2 separate regions of the Capsicum annuum genome follow, and region 1 is linked to region 2. A link is a contact called in public Hi-C data. All regions are on one chromosome and are shown on one strand. Each heading gives the region's core, a stretch centred on a gene start, on an enhancer-like site or on the middle of the called end of the contact. The rest is flanking DNA. Distances are from core to core; before and after follow the strand shown.

The links. A called contact is a pair of places that touch in the nucleus more often than the background predicts.
Region 1: a contact with region 2 is called in a Hi-C map of leaf, with 3 times the contacts expected there. The contact joins two enhancer-like sites. A contact is called at or near these places in 3 of 5 Hi-C or Micro-C datasets (leaf and placenta).

Annotation. Positions count from the first base shown.
Region 1 is chr1:28,998,463-29,001,777 of UCD10Xv1.1, reverse strand. It overlaps LOC107871344 (a long non-coding RNA gene), which reads right to left. Exons shown (of 8, transcript XR_007052960.1): 5 at 2,488-2,536; 6 at 1,286-2,293; 7 at 980-1,220; 8 at 1-106. Among protein-coding and RNA genes, the nearest start is that of LOC107871344, 16 kb to the right of the region's middle. Within about 2 kb of position 1,922, at least 1 of the 5 cell types and tissues checked has an H3K27ac peak or open chromatin away from gene starts, as enhancers often do. A contact at or near this core is called in leaf, where this site is marked.
Region 2 is chr1:28,929,847-28,932,975 of UCD10Xv1.1, reverse strand. No RefSeq gene overlaps it. Among protein-coding and RNA genes, the nearest start is that of LOC107875886, 19 kb to the left of the region's middle. Within about 2 kb of position 1,310, at least 5 of the 5 cell types and tissues checked have an H3K27ac peak or open chromatin away from gene starts, as enhancers often do. A contact at or near this core is called in leaf, where this site is marked.

The DNA of each region.
Region 1 (3,315 bases), core at 673-3,172, 68 kb before region 2:
CAATCAGTCTTACACGCCCCAGATGTTCAACACCCATGACGGCTGAAAATGCATCAACGGGCTATTCATTTGTATTCTGTTGTGTTTTAATTTCCTCCACTTGAGCCTAATAATCGTATTCAAAAACACATTCAAGTAATTAAAAATAAAAATTCATCATTTATGTCAATATAAACTTGAAAAAGATAAGTTTCATACAATTTTACTGGCGGTGTCCTCATTAGGGACTTGTATGTACTATCAGGTTTTGTTGCTCTTGTGGCCTCAAACATCTCTTTTAGAGACAAAGTTCCCCCATTCTCTTTTTCATGTTTATATGATATTTAGTGAATATCAAAAACTATTTAAATAAATAGTTATAACTAAATAATAAACAAGAGAACACACCAATTTGTTGTGAACTAAAGCAAAACTCTTCTTCCCAATATTGTGTGGATTCAACAGCTTCTTCCAATTCTCAGTATTGGTTTTGGACATTTTCTAAAAAAATGAATCAGTAACGGTAACTATAGTAATAAAGGACTCCATCTACAACAATAACAGTAATATGATTGCCGATGGTAAAATACATTTTACGTGAAATTTTTCGGACTTCCAATACACGAGGAGATTTTTAAATTGACAAATTAGAAAACTATCGGGCTTTTTCTTCAATCGAACTTCATCATCTTCATATGGATCGTAATGATTTCTCTTCAACTTAACTCTATGATTTCTCCAAGATTCTCAAATTCTTTCCAAAACCCAGTTTTCTACGGCATCAGGAATATCATATTTTGCTTACAAGTAGTTTCTATTCAGATAGAAATAATGATATGTATCTTGATATTCAAATGTCAACATAAACAACACAAAAAAGCTGATAAAGCTAGAAAATGCAGCCACCACATTCATTAACACAGAACCACTCAACTGAAAATATATCAAATATATAATGAACCAGTCAACTAAAAATATATCAAATATTCAGAACTCAAACCTGGGTATGCTCCCATAACTCCTGTATAGTATCCATATGTCTCCAATCAAATATATCTAATGGGCAAGGGTCGCTTTCTTTGCCAATGTCCTTAGAAAGCTTCCCAACTTGGTTACAACTTCATCTGTAGGACCAATAGGTTGGTTATTCTGGTTTAATATGGTCAATTTTTTCTCTTGCCGGCCATATACCTTGTGCATTTGTGTTTTGCATCTTGTTTTGCTAGTTGAAGGCCCTTCAGCTATAAAAAATAGAAGAAATCAGAGGTCATGAACGAATTCAATAAGTTTCTAAGCTATATATTACCTTGCGCATCAGAATGTTCAGTTGTTGTAGGAGTGGCTGAATCTGTCATTTGGACCTGATCCTCTACATGTTGCTCATTCTCTGCATCTCTACAACATGGTGCTCCACTACAGATTGTTCAATTTGCTAGATGGTGATGTTGGTGGTGCTGCTTGTGGCTTCTTTTGTTCAATTAACTTTAGAAGATTCTCTTTCTCCGATCGTATAGCTTGAACAGTTTTCTGTGTTGCCAGCATACGTCATTTTCATTTTCTATTTGCCATGACTGATAACGATCCAGGTTTACTAAACGTCCTGTTCTTTGCTCTTTTGCTATTTTTTGAAGGCTCTTATTGATTCATTTTATACAAACCTGTATAAATTTAAGATGGAACAAGAAAAATTAATGAACATATAAGACAGCCAAAACTGAATAAATCGAAAGGATAACTAAAATATGTAACTATAATCATCCAAATTGCCATAGGCAACACGAAAAGACCATCAAATGAAACAGAATCAAAATAAGCAAGGAGTGGTGATGACCAAACCGCAAAATTGCTCTGGCTAAGTTTCCGAGCCCATGAGAAAGAATACGTGATAGTACAACTTTAATTTGCGTCTATATCCCCTAACCTACCTCGTGTACTGTGCCCTCACCTCGAGGCTCCTGCTGAAGCCCCTTTATCGTATTCCCCTTTCTCTTCTTTGGCAAACTCCTCAATCAATTGACGTTGTCTTGGTGTCAAGTTTCCGCACCCAAGTTGCAAATTTAATTATTAGATCGAAGAATATACAGGAAGCTTCACAGGTGTCCAGTAGATGTATTAAGAATTAATTTAGAGGCCACCAAACTATAAAACCTCCTACTTTTCTCAAGATTAGGCTTAGAAAAGAGTCTAGGATAGTAAAAAGTGCAGTAATTGACAGTCATTTCCACATTTTACACAAAGGGAATTTACGTGGGAATGTTGACATTAAAGTGGACAAACTAATCTCCAAATGAGTAGGAATTCCGTCCTTTTATTCCTGCACAAGCACACAGAAGTATTATAAACTCGAATAGAAATTTTATAATGTTTTGAGAGTCAAAAAAGGTAACTAACTAGGTGTACACTAAAGAAAAATGATTTGAGAAGCTGGCAGGCCTTGCGAACTACGTAGTTATTTGTTTATTACACAACGGACTGTAAATTGATACAAAGGTAATTTCAAGTTGTTACCTTTCTTTTTTAGGACAACTTTTTTGCCAGGTTGAGTGCCAGCGCGAATCTGCAAACAACAGGATGTCAAAATTTGGGCAGTAAAATTAGTTCCTCCTATGTTTCCTTATTCAAAAAAGCAAACTGACCCACGTAAAGAACCTTAACGTTCTAGCAATGACCATTGCTTACTAGAAACAAACCAGGAACTACTACTCAGAACTCAGATAATGTTGGGTAAGAATGATTTGAAGACTCAAAAATTGACACATACTATCTTATGCAGATTGAACAAGAAAATATAATGTAATTTATGCCCTAAACATTTTCATGTTTGGAAATTTTCTGACCTAGTAGTATGTGGCAATTACAGTTGGACTAACAAAATCACTCTTAACCCAAATAGAAAAGGAATTAATAACTATCTGGATACAGATCTACAAGAATGGAGCTCTCCTAATTTACCTATTTCCAGTGCAAAATATTTCATCTACTTCTTTGCTTTAAATTTCCATCTCAGGAAACTTTCTGGCCAAGTGGTATTTTGGCCGTTGCTGCTATAGAGGTCAAATAATAACTATGTCAGAAGATTCTTCACTAAACTTTAAAAAATTGACTATTTTGGCAGATCCTTGCTAGAACTTTGGCAAAATGAAGTTTTTTCTCCTATCAGTTGATATCCTTCAAAGGAGTAAGGATGTGCCTTAGCATTATATTTCACGATAATATCATGCTGCTCTCACTTTTCAATTCATAAAATTCCCATTTTCTCAGCCTTTTATATGACATATAATTACAATGAATGGATACAGAGGATACATCCTATCCACAAAGTGGTATAGATGATTT
Region 2 (3,129 bases), core at 61-2,560:
AAGAGTATCTATTGGGTATATGATCCCCTCTTTCTTTTTTAAAAAGTGTATCAATGTAATATATAAGTGTATCAATATGGTATAAAGTATATCAATCTAACATAAAAGAGTATCAATTGGATATATGAACATTGCATATGCATAGATTCCCCTTCTATCTTATTATAAAAGTGTATCAATGTGGTTTAAAAAAGTATCAGTTGGGTATAGAATTCCCTCTTTCTTTTTTAAAAAGTGTATCAATCTAATATAAAAGTGTATCAATAATGTATAAAAGTGTATCAACTGAGAATAGAAACTGCATGTGGTCAACTGGGCAAATGGCTAAAAGAGGAAAATAAATTTAGCCGATGGGCTAAAGTTGTCCACCTTTACAATTGTGGGTCATTTTTTTTAAAATGGTCAATCCATGTCCTTTTCCCTACAAATAATACAAGAGTTAGAATTAGAATTGGGTCCTTAGTTATGGCATCAACAAAGCTGCCCACTTTTGGGCTTGGAATTATGGGCTTCAGTCCATTTTCCTGCATTGTACATCAGCTGTATACCAGCCCGGTTTTCTCCACGTTTTTCCTGTATATCCAACGTATATGTGACTGTATTTCAGTCACGTATACATAACTTGGGTCCTCCAACTGTATGCCAACTTCACTTCCTCGTTTTATACTGTATATCTGCTGTATACACGCGTAGTTTCTTGTCTCTTAGTCTATTCTTGGGACTTTGGTCTTGAGGTTTTGACTCGAGTGATTTTGGGACTTGGCCCCGTGGATGTTGATATAGAGTCCGATGGACTCGTAACAGAAGTTCATGCATAGAAAATAAGATAATAATTATCACCGTACCAAACCAAATAAATTTAGGCAAAATTACAAGAATTTACACAGTACCACAATTGAAACATAATCCATAGACGGACTAGGGAACAAGGCGGCCTTTAGATTATGTAACTTCTAAAAAGGGGTATTTTCTAATTGAGATGCATATCTAATTGAGTTGAATTTTTGAAGAATTTTGAATTCCAAAGTGAGACAAGAAGGAGGGCCGTTGGAAATTAATTTCTTGCCGAAAATGATGAATCAAGGATTGAGAGAGAAGAAACCCATTTAATTTTTGCCATAGACGGCTGAACGGGGGGGGCAAAAATAGTAAAAGGGCGCCTGGGTTCTGGTCGCCGTGGTTGATTGCGTTGAAGCCGTTATAGTTGCTGTTGAAATTGTGGTATGGTGTTCGCTGGGTTTATAACGTTGTTGTCCATATTCTGTTGCTATTTTCTGTTGTACGTTTGTTGTTAACGACACGTGTTAAAGGAAGGGCAAAGAGAGAGATATGTGTTGGGCCGGGTCGGTTGATTTTGCTGGGCTGGGTCGGTTAAGGGGTGTTTGGGCTGATTTTTTGTTTTAGGCTATTTCATAAATAGCCTAAATGTTAGGGCCTGGTTTAATTAAATTTGAAAGGGGGTGTTGGAAGTTAGGCTAAAATAGCCCCGAGTTACAATTTTAATCAACTTATTTAAATTTTAATCTCATTGAAAATTAATTTAAGCAATAAAATTATACGATCTTGTATACATACAAAATGTATAACCGCTACTTAAAATTACAAAATTATTCAGATGAATATTTTTTAGAAGAAATTTATCCAATAAAATAAATATTTTAATTTTATTTTTAACCGAAGAAATTCAGAATTAAACTTAGTTGTGGAAGGTTAAAAATTAGGTGTCAACAACTATATCAGTTTTAAATAAAAAAAACATGATTTTTTTCTTTTTTTTTTAAAAAAAAATTACGTCTGTTTGAGGGGTGAAAATAATACATTTTAAAGATGTTAAGGGGGTAAATAAACAGAAGTTTAGTTTAAGTGCTAAAGTAAGTTGTGCGGACAAGTACAGGGGAAATGATGTCTTTTCTCTAGATTTATACGTAATTCTTTACATTATTTTTAATACTTATATTTTTCAAAAATTAATTTCTTACCTCCTATCTCTTTAATAAATTTAGTCTAGCTGGTTACCACATTTACGGATCCTGAAGAGCACCTAACCTCTTCCCTTTGAAATAATTTGAACTCTTACCTAGAATCTAAACTGATTTTTGTAGACTAAAACATAAATCACACGTATTAACAAATAAATAGCTTTTTATTTTATCTTTCTTAAAAACTAGGTGGCGACTCCATACAAATTTTAATTCTTTTAGAGTCCATAAGTCATGTTTTGTTTAACTTTGATAAAAACAGTGCATGACAACAATTAACAATTTAAAATTTTTAAAGATCATACAAAATCACATAAATTGGGACAGAAAAGTAATTTATGTTGGACCCGTGCTTGTACGATCTCTTGTGTCTAGTTAATATGTAGATTTAGAAAAAAAATTTGATGAAGCAGTGTCGCTTGACATTTCTTTGGACAAAGTGGGTCCATTACTGCGAATGCCTCAGTGAGGAGGTGTGAGGGGCTAGTAGAATAAGTAGATCAAAAAGTACAAGGAAGAGGTGATTAGATAGAATATGATGCAATTTTAGCTTAGAGAGTATATAATCGTATATAAGAGGTTGTGGAGGACCTACATTAAGGTAGAGGGTTAGTAAGGAGCAGTGTGTCATCTCGTTGTCTGCCATACTAGTATTTATATTATTGCTCTGATAGTTTCTTGTCCTTTGATTTATGTTATTATTTGTTGTTGCTTGTATTTCGACTATCATATTATTGTGTTATACAATTATTATTCTGTTATTATCTGCTATTTCTTGTACGGCTATTAGTTTTTTCTGAATTGCTTTATATGATCTTTCTAAGCCGATGGCTCTTTGAATACAATCTCTCCACTTTTAAGGTAAAAATAAGGTCTATGTATACCCTACTCTACATAATTTTTTTTATGAAATTATATTAGATATGTTGTTGTTACACTTTTTCCCTCTTTCCATAACAAATATTAAAGAGAAAAGAAATAACAACAACCAAAGCTGGTGATCGCAATAAAAACGACCACATGTGATCATTCTTTTTTCAAAAGAAATATAATAAAAAATCGACCACACGTGGTCGCTTTTATATTTTAAAATTGTCAAATAATCATTTCAAAATCCTTCTTAAATTTTTATATTAATTATTATATTTTT